2 separate regions of the Anas platyrhynchos genome follow, and region 2 is linked to region 1. The links are chromatin contacts, called in public Hi-C maps. All regions are on one chromosome and are shown on one strand. Each heading gives the region's core, a stretch centred on a gene start, on an enhancer-like site or on the middle of the called end of the contact. The rest is flanking DNA. Distances are from core to core; before and after follow the strand shown.

Region 1 (6,216 bases), core at 2,558-5,057:
TTCCTTTCCAACAGAAAGGAAGAGACTCATGTTAGCTTTTCTAGGAATTAAGGGGGAGGGGGGAAGAAAATGAACTCAAAATGTGAATGATCAATCTTTTTGTTTAATATTTTTTTTCTGTTGCTGTATGTTTGTTATTCTGCTCCTGATGGCTTGTTTATGTCTGTGTGCTTACTGTATTTTGCTCATACCTACTGAGAATTTGGGACAAGTGCTGTCGTCACTTATGCTGCTAGGAAACTGGCCCAGAGGTTCTTCTGTGAGAATAAACGCAGTTCTTATTTCTGGCTCTTTGATGAACTTTTACGTTACTTAGGCTTGTACGTAGGCTTCTGCTTGACAGAGTTTTCTGGGACATGCCGGTGTGTGGCAGCGCTACGTGTGTGGAGGTGCAGGGATTGTTACAGTGATCCTGAATACACGCAGAGAAAAAACCATAAGCACGAGGGAGACGATTGGATCAGGTTGTAAGAGCGAGGTAGTGAATGTTTATCCTTTATGTGTAGAGTTGTGAGGTCCCCGTTTATTCACGGAAAATCGATTAGCGTGTTTCTGAGGAGCATAACTTCACGTAGCTGCAAACTGCAGATCTGTCACCGCCAACGTTAATTGGCGGTGTGCAATTAGCGCGCGTTAGAATGTGGAGTTATTTCATAGTCGCTGTGGTTTGGTCTGTCTGCTTTGTTTTTTCACCCTACTAGGGAAATGTGAAATCTTTACACGGGTGCGTAACACTGTCAAAATAAATCCAGCTGAATTCTTTTGCGAGTGGGCTTACTAATGATAATGAGTTTAATGTGCCACCCTTTAATCTCCTGTGTGACTTTGTGGGAGCTCTCCATACCTGGTGTGTGGTGCTGTGCATCCAACTGCAATGCTTTTATTGTTTCCTGGCCCTATGTGCAAAAAGTATCCAGTTAAATAGTATCTTTAATGTATATACATGCATATATACAAACACATGGTGACTGTTAGTGTGAGTTACTTTCAGTTACATCACTGTTTGTCGGGGTTTACGTACCAGTGCGGGGTACTGGGAAAGGAAATACTGACTGGGAACCTGTAGCTGACAGCAGTTGACCTTTTCACCTCAGATTGTCATATTCTTTTAAAAATTTATGAAGTGTTAAAGCTACAGTAGTCTGGATTACTAATTAGAGAAGCTTTTGCCAATCATTTACTTTTACAGTGCAGCAGCAGAAGAGGGTGCACAACCCTGCCAGCCGGGGATGGGAAATCACCCTTCTTTAGGTGTGTTGTGAGACTGTCTGAAACCCGTCCTGCTGGTAGGCGCCGGCTGCTAGAGGTCATTGTTTATCTCCCGCTTTGTTTTGGGCTGGAATCGAGAAGGAATGCTCTCGCCTGGAGAGCTGCAGCTCAGAAATGGGATGTCTGCGTGCTGGTGTTGAGGCACACTTCATCCCACGAGCACTGGTTTCTGAGGAGCGGTGTCTTCCCTGCCCAGAGCAGCCCAGGCTCTGCTGCGAGTCTGTGCTGGTCGCTGTCGTGGATTTGGGTTGCTTTGGCAGTTCGGGAATTGTAGCTTATTTTTCTGTCAGCTGCAGGCAGCTTAGAGAGATGACAGACACTGCTTTTTATTTGAGTCTCTTCAGGGGAAATAATTTCTGAAAGTATTTTACGTTTGTATGAAAAACATTACCTAAAGCTTTCTAGTAACCGATTCTGCTTTATTGGTGATGTCCAGAACGTGCGCAGGTTTGTAGCTTACAGTATTTCACGTGAGGGGAAGGCGTAGCCTGACGTGAGTCTGACAAACCCAGCTCTGAGCATCCAGCCACGAAAGAGCTCTCGGGCTTGCGCAGCTGCGTGTCGTGAGGTGTCCCCCTGGACACGGCGATGCGCAGGGCTGCAGCCTGCGCCGTGCATTGTTCTGTGCTGAGGCAGGAATCCAGCGCCCTTCGAGAAAACGGGGTGGTGTGTGTGTGTGTGCTCTGCCGGGCAGGGCAGCGTGCACAAAGACATCTGGGCTTCTGCTGTAAACGTCAAGCGTCTTTGAGCAAGATGATGCAAGGGTCGCTTTGGATATTTGTCATCGGAGTGCACCTTGGATGAGAACTTGTCTGCGCTCCGTGGAGAGATGGGCTCATTAAAACACACCAGCGGCTGCACTTCTAGCCCAGCAGGAGAAGAAATGATATTTATCCAAACTGTTTCGGCAGCAGTCAAAATGTCTGCTGCTGTTTTGGAAAAAAGGCTGTTTGTTTGTCAAAACATTACTTAATAAACTGGCCCTTAACACTTTCTTATTTAAATCCTAATGAAGAGTTGGCTATTAACTACCTCCAGACAAAATGCTGCGAGGTAACATGCTGGGCTTGGAGTTTTAATACCATCCTCCTCTGAATAATCCTGAATCACAGAGGTAGCCTTACTGAAATTAATTTGATTCTTCCTGTGCATAAGGGTTAATCACATGAAGGTAAAGGCTTGCATGAGGTACCGAGACGTTTCCTCACCTGTCCGGCTTGGCTGCTGTAGTGATCAACAGGCACGAGTCGCTCTCTGAAATGGGGCTGAGGTTGCACAATAACTTGTGTGCTGCAGCTGGAGAAAGCGGGCAGCAAGGTGTCAGGAGTGACCGAAAATCTGGAGCAGCTTTCGTGTGGTGGAAGGTTAGGTGCTGTGGGAGGCTTCAGCCTGGAGAACACGATGGTGTGCTTGGGAAGTGATACGGATTTATGTAACGCTTTATAGCATCTGCTAGCAAAGAGGTCAGGAGCACTTGTTTAAATGCATTCTTACAGAAACCTGCTGCAAGAAAGGGCTGGAGAACAGGGATTTGGTCTTTGCTTCTGTTGGTGCTCCAAGTCGAACTTATAGGGTTGCTGGGGGGGTTCTGCATTTGGCTCAACAGCAGTGACAGGAGCTGACTACGATCAGTGGGTCTTGTGGCTGTTTTCATAATGAAACTGAAAGGGGCCAAGGGGATCCGAGAGGGTGTTTGAAATTTGTGCTTAAAGGTTTTTTGTGGCATCTGAAAGCGAAGGTCAGGAATGCAGAGATTGCTGTAGAAGTTCTCTTGGTTCTCTTTGGTGGTGCATAACTATCAGTAAAAGACTTCATTGTAAATGGTTGGTTGCCCAACCAAATCCATAAGCAGTAGGAAATGAACCCGTATTAGCTCTTGGTTATAAGCGTGGGGCTGCAAGGCAGGTAGGATGCTGCCTCTCTCCGTGGTAGGTATCGTGCTTGTTTCACATTTTACGGAGGTGTGACTTTATGTATATATTTTTAAGAAATGGAATTAACTTCTGAAATTTCCCAGCAGTATTGGATTCTTCAGTTACTTTTTCTTCTGAGTTTTATTGGGTAACAGGATAGAAGTAGGAAAGCTACATTAGAAAGCTTGCTCACTTTAATCTCACAGGAGATTATTTATTTGGAATTGGAAGAATCTCCAGGGGTAGACTTTTTTTGTCCTGTTGGAGAGTATTCAGGAGTTTAACGGTGTCCCTCCAGGTGTGAACTTAAAGAAAATAGCTGTGGGTTCCCAAAGAGGTTGGGGCAGAGCGGCCTTCGGAGCGGTGCTACCTTCAGCCTGCCCCCCCCTTGGGGATGGAGTCGATGTGTTGGGTAACCGACCTCTTCTGAATAACACACGAGGAAAATGAGGAGGAGTTATATTTGCGGATCAGGACAAGGCGTGCCCAAGGGTCCCGAGCTAGCCAGTGGGAAATATTTGCGGGAAGATTTCTTGACCTCTGGTGAGGTTCTGAGCGTGCACACGGGGCTGGGAAACCTTGCCCAAGGACCAGGTCCTGCTTCTTGTAGCAGCATGAGTCCTTTGCAGAGAGGGCTGCTGTCAGCATTAGCACAACTCAGAAAATACTCACATTGCAGTGATGCGGCTGACCTGCTTATCTAGGATTTTTTTTTTTTTTTTTTTTTTTAGGAAACACAACTTTCACTTGCTCTAACACTAGCTGAAAAAACCTTTCTGGATGTTTCTACATAACTGGTGCAGCATTGACATCAGAACCCCGGTTCTCAACAACGTTTTGATCCCAAGGGTTTTTTTCTTTCCCTTCTGCTTCTGAGAGCACCTCCTCATGTGAGAGAGATTAAAGAAGGAACTCTTTAATCCTATACGTAGACCTTTCTTCTATTATTTTCCTTCTTTACAATACAATTATCTTGAAGAAATCTATAGAAACTGAAATCTTTAAACTTCAGGGAAGAAAATTCTGTGAGATAGCTGCTGGCTGTTAACTGGATCGGGTTGGTCACTAGGTGAAAAAGGAATTTTTATGGATGTTCTTCCCTTTTCTTTGTATCTCTAATTATTCAGAAATGCTATTCCTTGGTGAAGGGTGTGTGTATGTGTAGATAGACTGCTCTTTAAATGCCCGGAGGTATCAATGTTACAGGCATGGCATACTTTGTAACCAGCCGAACACTTGTGCTTGTTGGGGAAAGCTTTCTGGTTGCTGCTGAGAGCTCTCAACCTTCTGTCTCTGCTCTGCCTTGGTTGCTGCAGGGAATCCCCACCCTGTCTTCACTTCTACCCCCTTAGCTGTGGCAGCATCCTTTTGTCTGTTTGCCTAAACCATCCCTGCTCTTACCGAGAACGCTGCTGCAGTTTTCTGTCCCATCCTGTGGCTGGGACCGTGTTGTGCCCCTGCTTTCTCTCGTTGTCTTCCCTTGCTCTTACATCTCCTGCATTACTGGGACTTCTTCCAAAGGTGTCAGCCCTGTTCTGCCTTTGATTTTTTTTTTTTTTGTTTGTACCAAGTGAATCCTAACTCCCATAGGTGCTGTTGTCATCAAAAGTGAACTACCAACTACCATCTTTTGATTGTTTTCCTAGTTTTTTTCTAGCTCGTGGTGTTTGAGTAAGGTTACTAGTCGATGTCCATGGACTTAACTGCATTGCTGTCCTGAACCCTTTCTTAATCTTGTGTGTGTGATGCCTGCAGGCAACTGAGTAGCTCTGGCTAGGTGCAGGTCTGTCCTGGCTCTTGTCCTGAGGCCGACCAGCTCAGCTTTGTACTCTTTCGATCCCCGTATTCCTTCCCCCCTTCGCGTTCTCTGCATGAGCCGTGCGCTGCTGTTTTCCCGCAGAGTCCAGCACAGTGGGATTTGGGACTTGGTGATGCCATGGTAACACAAATAATATGAAAAAATACTGCACTGATTAGAAGCATGCTTGTTTTAGTATTATCCTGCCAGTTTTTAAAATGCACGAGTGTTTTCCCACATCCCAGTCCTTCTTGATTTGTTTATACAGAGCGTGTATTTACACGGGGGGCATCCTTCTTGCTCAGCCCAAGTTCCGCTACTGCTTGCATTTGAAGCTCCTCTCTCCCAGCATTTCCTGCCATCAGCTGGCAGTTTCCAAGAGATACCAGCTAATAAAGACACATTCCTCTACCAAACCCCACAGCACCCCTCAAACATGGTGCTGAGCTAGATTCCCTCCGCAGGCACTGTGAGGTGCATACGCAATGCTCCCAATGGCCGCGTGTGTCGCTTCCTGCCAGGGCTTCAGTGGGTTGTGTGGTCTGGGGTTTCTGTGCTCTAAAATGGTGATGACGACTGAAAACGGACCATTTTGCCTTGTAGTACGTTTAACTTTTGGGTCAGGAGCTTTCTCTGCTTGTTACACAGTGAGGTGATGCCTGTGTTTTCATAGATGACAGATCTAAGAGGTCTAAGTGCTCTTTTTGTTGGCTTGTTTGGGGATTTTTGATTAGTTTTGATAAATCCTGACTTGCTTCCTACCTCAGACAGTGTTATTTCTCACTGACTCATTTGTGGCTTAATTAACTTTCCAAAACTGAATTGCAATGGCGCGTATGGAAATACAACCTGAGCTTTTAGTGGCATTCTCTCCTTTGTTTCCTTGAAACAGGAAATTTTGTGTGTTGCTGTTGTGTAATGTGCCTCTAGGCAATATTTATGCTTATGTGATTAACACAGATGAGGTCAAACATACACAAAGGCCTTGTCCCCATGCTAAGGAACGAATATAATTAACTTATGAAAATGGAGAAAAATGGCTGGTCCCCTAAAATTAATTTTTAAGTGTAAGATATGACATGCTTTTATTTCTGTGTCACTTCTAGGTACTTTCTTCTCTCTCCAACCACAGTTGCAGTGTAATGTACTGCTCTCAGCTTTCTATGAAAGGAAAATAATATTAATTACAGGGAAAAGTTGTGCTTCCCCTCGACCCTTTCATTTTTCTCCCTCCCC
Region 2 (6,216 bases), core at 1,090-3,589, 71 kb after region 1:
TCAGGGCTGTGTTAGCTCTTTACATTATTTCACACTGCTGCCTTGAAACAAAGGACAGGATGTGGCACATTTAATGCTTTCCCCTTGAGAATCAGTTGGAGTAAAGTTCAATTTTTAATTCAAAAGGCAAGGAAAGCTGTTACGGAATTAAAGATGTGGATGCTGCCCAGATGAGCTATAAATAACTGATCCATGAACAGCAAAACCTCTCTAATGCTCAAGTAAAGATAAATGCACCCCCTACAACAGCATACTCATCCTAAACCTTTCTCTCAGATCTTTTTTTTTTTTTCTCCTGCTACTTTAACTATAAAAAATGATAATCAGTTAAATTGAGTCAAACTGGGAGGTAGAAATAAGAATCGTACCTTGCAAATATAATTGCAGTAGTCTCTGGTTTTGTTGTTAAATGAACCTTTTCCTTGCTGGATATTTTGCTATTGGCACTTTGTGTGGTCTTGTGTGACAAAACATTTGATGCTCGTGCCTACTGGGGTGTGCGTGCAGCCTGCGCTGCGCAGTGCTCTGCGGCTCCATCGTTACGTCTGCAGTGAATTTCTCTCTCCAATTTACTGCTTAGCTTTGGGTGCTGAGCTTGTGTCGTCAACAGTTCTGCTAAATTTCGAGGCATAGCAAAGAGGTTTTGAAACAACTTCTGTCTGTACCACTAGGACTTTGCAGCTAATGTCAAAATTGGCTCTGCTTGTTTCAGGAATCTAAAAATGTGGGAGAGGTGAGCCAGCAAAGAGGACTGTATTCTTTGACTGTAATTCTTGGGTCATGTGCCAAAATCAGGCAAATGGTACTGCTGTACCTCTTTGACTGGTGAATCTGCAATTCCTTACCAGTAAGATCATGGAAGGATGCCTCTTGCCAGCAGTCTGCAGGGGGATCCTCCCGACCGATTTGCCTATGGCTCTTGTAGGTGTTGGATCCCCTGCACTCCTTGGTATTTCTAGCTGCTCAGAAGACAGCCAACTCAGATGGTAGGTGTACTCCTCTGTTAAAAATAACATACCAAAGAGCAATAGTTACTGTAGGGTAACTATTCTATTTTGGCAGAACTCCCAAAGTAAAAATGTTGTTATTGTATTGAGGTAATATTTCAATCTTGATAGATTTGAAATTGCTTTTGAGCTTCCTCCCTCCCATTCTGTTGTTTGGATTAAAATGTATTCTGGTATCCACTGGGCAGCCAGCCAGTACTAAATTAACAGCTTCCACTGAAAAGCCTTTGTGTGTTCCAAGGCTTCAGTGCACACTTGTTTGACATGAATATCGCGGAGTTTGGAAGGTATCATTCCTAAGCATTATGAGTACTTAATGTAGTTTTTCATTTTGTTTAAAATGGTCTGTGGAGCTTTCTGTAATATTTCCGTGAGTAGTGAATCTATTTGAAAATTGATTTAATATTTTAAAGGGTGGTGAAGACTGTAAGACAACTCTTGTTTATGTGTGTATATATATCTACATCTTCCTTTGATACATGGAAGTAAATTTAATAAACAACTACAGGATGATGCCTGTCACTTCCACGTCTTTTCTCACAACTTGTGGTTTAAAAATGAACCAAACTAAAAGAAAACTCATTTTTCCCCTTAGTTAAGCCTAGGTAAATTTGCTTCTGTAACTTTTGCCAAGATAGCTCATTTACAAGTACCTGTCTATACTCTTTGGTGCTTCCCGTATTTCAGTAGCCTCTGCTTCCAAAATATTCCTCAGAGTGCGTTTAGCAAAACAGGTAAATAATCCTGTTCTTTAGCATATCATTTAAGCACATACTTAAATCCTTTTCTCACTTAGTATCTCATTTCATAATTACTTGTAAGGGGTTCAGTCATCTCAAAAATGCCTCAGTCACCGTGTAGATGGCATTTGGCTGTGTTTGTTACAGGAAAGCATCGCTGCTATTTTGAGCTGCTCACTTCTTGTAAGCGAGAGCTGCTGAGAATTAAGCAAGGAGTAGGTTCAAAGAAATTTTCATTAATCTTGTCAGTACTTGGCTATTGTCATCTTATTTGCTTGTCCAATTTGGGGTTGGAGGATGGTGTCCCAGTACTACTAGCAGACATGACACCTTGTGTGAACCAAGATGTGAACCTGGAATCCTGAAACAGAAATGGGCCGCATGTATTGGGGAGCATCTTTAAAGACCAAAGTGGTGATTTAATCTATTTGTATTTCATAAACATCTGCCTCTTGTTAGATCTTTTTAATGTTATTGTTCATACAGTTATGATTCTTTTCTAACCATCTCTGATGTCAATATCTGAGAGTGAGTGTTGTTGATGTAAGGTGTCCCTGGCTGAGGACGCAGGACACGGAGAGAACATCTTGAGAGTTCTGAGCTTCTGGAACAGTACGAGAAAGGAGATGCTATCAGTTAATCAGGATCTTAGTGTTTCAAACACTGAGCATGAAGAATGTTTGCGAGGTTGCTGGGTGCATGTATGTGCTAAATATTGTCCTTAACCTTGTCTCACAAGCCACCCGTGGCACCCATGGGTGTAGCAGTGCTATGGCTGTGATAGCTGGCTTGAGCTACTGCTGGCAGCGTGCAGTGAAGCAATGCAGTAAGTGAAGTCTGGAGTTAATCTGTGACTGATAGCATGTTAAAAGGCATTTTAAAATATATAGAGACCAGGAGTAAGTTGAGTGGGGTAGATTTGTCTTAAATACAGAATAAATATATCATTGCAATGACACCTTGTCAAAAGAAAAGACATTCAAAGCAGTTCTTGTGAAAAGCAAAAAAAATGACAGTAGTGAGAACATAAAGTATATATTGCCTTACAGATTTGCTGAGAATTCTTTGCAAATTTGTCAGGGATGAGAATTTTAGGTATAAAATGCTGCTTTACCAAACTTGTTTTCCCATTGCAGTATGAGAGTCTTTCTGCTTTATGTTGAGAAAAATTCCAGTGGAAATTAAGTACTTGTTAAATAATTTGTCTGTCTCTCTTACTGTTCTGTCTCGAAAACTATCACCAGTTGTGAAATTATTTCTTATGCGTAAAGGTAGGAACTTAATGCGTTGTCTACTTAGGTTCTGGTAAGTTTTGTAATTTGGTTGATTTGAATATTGCATGAGTAAATAAACATAATTTTCCAGAACTATCCATGCCGACCTAATTTTAATTCCTTTCTGAAGTCACTAGTAAAACCTGGCTTCCATGACTCAAAATAAGATCTGGAAATTCAGGTTAAATGCAGTGGTAGTGGCTTTGTTTATTTGCTTCCTAAATTTATTTTTAACTAAAACAGAGGTGGTGCAATTACTTTAGAGCTGTAGATCTTCTGTAATAATTGTTAGAAAAAAAACTGTGTATTTACAATTTGAATATGGTAATGCTTCAATGTAATAATAATAATGGAAGGAAAAAAGAGCTTACATACTGCTTACTTGTAAAATCAAGATAAATTTTGCTTCTCACTACGCTTTCTGCAAAGTACTAGAGAAGTCTTCATGCATCTGTAGAATTAAGTTTATGGGAAAGAGGCACTGCTGTGATCCTATTGAGAGCTAATTCTTCAGATGGTGGCTCAGAGCAAATGGATCTAGCTATTAAATGGGGATTATCCCCATATTTGCTACCCTGTTTAAACAACCTCTAAGTTTTGTAGAAACTTAAATTTATTATATCTGGATTTTTAAGCCAGCAGACTAATATCTAGAGTAATTGTAAAGCTCTCTTCTTAAAGGTGAAGGCATTTTATAGGTTATATGGATATCAAATAAGCAAGGGGGAAGGCGTAAAAGAAAACAAATGTGATTGTCAGTAACATTTATCATTGATCTTATGATTATGTTTGATAATTCCTTTTGACCAGAGTAGGGAATATGTACTTCAGTAAATATTCAACAAGATACATTTCTGGTCCTTCATTTTCTCCTTGGGGGAAAAAATAAGCAAACCCCAGCCTTTCAGTAATTTTCCGTTGGAAGCCTCATTTGCTGTCAGATTAGGTTTAAGTGTTACAAGCCAGTGGAGTGCTTTGGCCAAGAAAGATCAAGCTGAGCAGGGCTGCCAGCTTGATGTGGTATTTCAGATGGGGACTTTTCATTGTTAATTTACAGCTTAAACATGAGCTCTGTGACTGGTATTTAGCAATGATGGGAGTGTTTGTGTATGAATTCAGGAGTTGCTTTTTGCTTCTATAGCATGACCAAGTCAGCAAGGTACAGCATTTTTGCTTCCATCCTCTGTAGGTGAGGATTTCAGGGAGTGATTTATCATATGCATAAAACCAGCTGATTATTGACTACATGAAGAACACACACAGTTCTTGCAGGCAGTCTGTTGGGTATATAGGTGAATGTGTATTTTTGTCACAAAAATCTTTGACAGAAAGGCAAAATGTCCTTTACAGCATCTACTTGTCGTTTAAGACATCCTGGCAACAGATTTTTACTTCGTTTTTCTCTTGCATTTGTTAATGATCTCACAGATTCCCCATCTTAGTCAGTCAGCATCCTGGATTGCTTGTTAAATTTCTGGAGTGTCCAGCGGAGATGGTTTGATGTACGTGAAAGGAGGCTGTGGCCTAAGGCAAGCACAAAAGGACGAAACACTTCACTGCTGCGCGAGCGGTATCTGAAGCTAATGCACGGCGACGTGGGCTGCATGGTCAGCCAGAACAGAGTTTCGGCTTAGGGCATGCGAAGATTGCTGGGATCACAGTGTCAGCTCTAATTTCAATTAAGTCTTTGCAAAGAGCTCCGTGCGTAGGTCCTTCTGCTTGACAGCTAAGGTCTTTCTTTCAGGATGCATAAATAGATGGCTGTTATTTACTGAAATATTAAGGAAAAATGAAGTGGGCTGAATTACAATCTCTTTGAAGCAGTGTTTTTAAACAGGAGTACATTTTAAATAAAATAAAGCCTCATTTTTAATAATGGTTTTGGAAAAGCAGCATTTTTGTGTCCTTATGCAATGGAGCACGGAGCCAGATGCACAGAAGCACTTGGAGGCGAAGAGCTGCATGGCTGTGGCCACACCACGGGTCCTCGGGTGGCTTTGGTTGGGTCTGCTCCAGGGGCCAGCTGGCAGAGCCTGGGCACTGTGACCAAGGCACGTCTGGGACCTCCATCTCGGGTTGTGTCCTGCAGGCGTTCCTCAAGTGGCTGTGCAGTCCTTGGTGCCACTTCTGTTTGGTGTTTCTGCATCGTGCTACACTGTGTTCTTGGGGTTTGGAGGTGGGCTTGTAGACTTGCCTGCTTTTTATTACTCTTTGACACTGGACTTGGGATTGCAGGAAGGATAGCCTTATCCTTGAGGGAGGGTTAATTCTTAATATTATTCCTTGTTACAGTAGCTGCTGTTTACCTGTTTGGAGCTTGTCAACACAGCCATGTTTTGGCTGGCAGTCAGTCCTGCAGCAGAGGGGCAACATTTCTAAAGTATGCCGGGCCTAGGAATCTAACTCAGCCATACTGACCCAAAAATGTTTTGAAAGTGAGAAGTTAATGTGGGTCTGTAACCTTGATTGCACTAAATGGGAATGGGTAACGCAATCCCAGTATGCAGAAAAGAAGGTTCAATCAAGTGAGGGGTGGTAACCCTCCTTGTTTCCTTCAGGTTGCACTTCAGAAACAGATCTGGGAGTGTGGCAAAGCTGTCCATGATCTTTGGCTTGCATTTGGTCTTAAACTAACCCTCCGCTTGTGCGTGAAGTCTGGCAGGTGGAAGACAAGACCTCAAGGCCTGCCTGCTTTTCCCCAATTTGAATCTTGTGTATGACATTTAGCTTCTGCCCTTTGTTTCCAATAGCTGGAAAATGACTGTATCTACTGGGGTGATGGCAGCTTGTGGCTGTTCTGCCCTTTTAAGCTTCTGAATTAGAGACAGGAGCACAGTGTGTAGGTGACCCTTTCTGAGTGCAGAATTATACATATTATATGGATTATTAGTTCATATTATTAATACATACAATTCCTACATTATATGTTAATTATTATACAACTCTAAAACACCTGATACACGTGTGCATCTGCTGTAGAGCTGATGGCAATGGTAACCTCCCAAAGAAGTGCACCTCACTGTGCAGTATCATGCTTTCTGTTGAATTGGAAGGATTACTGCTCGTTGTGTGTTTTATTGCCAGTAACAGATCTCAAAAGCAAGTGATAAGAGAAGGAGTTATAATATCCAAAGACCAGGGGAGTTGTAGTTGCAGAACACCTTTCTCAGTTTTAAGATGTCTAAGAAAAAAAAT

What was found. A called contact is a pair of places that touch in the nucleus more often than the background predicts.
Region 2: a contact with region 1 is called in a Hi-C map of skeletal muscle, with 2.2 times the contacts expected there. The contact joins two enhancer-like sites. A contact is called at or near these places in 2 of 8 Hi-C or Micro-C datasets (skeletal muscle and subcutaneous adipose tissue).

Annotation. Positions count from the first base shown.
Region 1 is chr16:6,015,359-6,021,574 of IASCAAS_PekinDuck_T2T, forward strand. The region is part of intron 5 of MED13L (mediator complex subunit 13L); the gene reads left to right. Among named protein-coding and RNA genes, the nearest start is that of MED13L, 24 kb to the left of the region's middle. Within about 2 kb of position 3,808, at least 1 of the 8 cell types and tissues checked has an H3K27ac peak or open chromatin away from gene starts, as enhancers often do.
Region 2 is chr16:6,088,277-6,094,492 of IASCAAS_PekinDuck_T2T, forward strand. The region is part of intron 6 of MED13L (mediator complex subunit 13L); the gene reads left to right. Among named protein-coding and RNA genes, the nearest start is that of MED13L, 97 kb to the left of the region's middle. Within about 2 kb of position 2,340, at least 2 of the 8 cell types and tissues checked have an H3K27ac peak or open chromatin away from gene starts, as enhancers often do.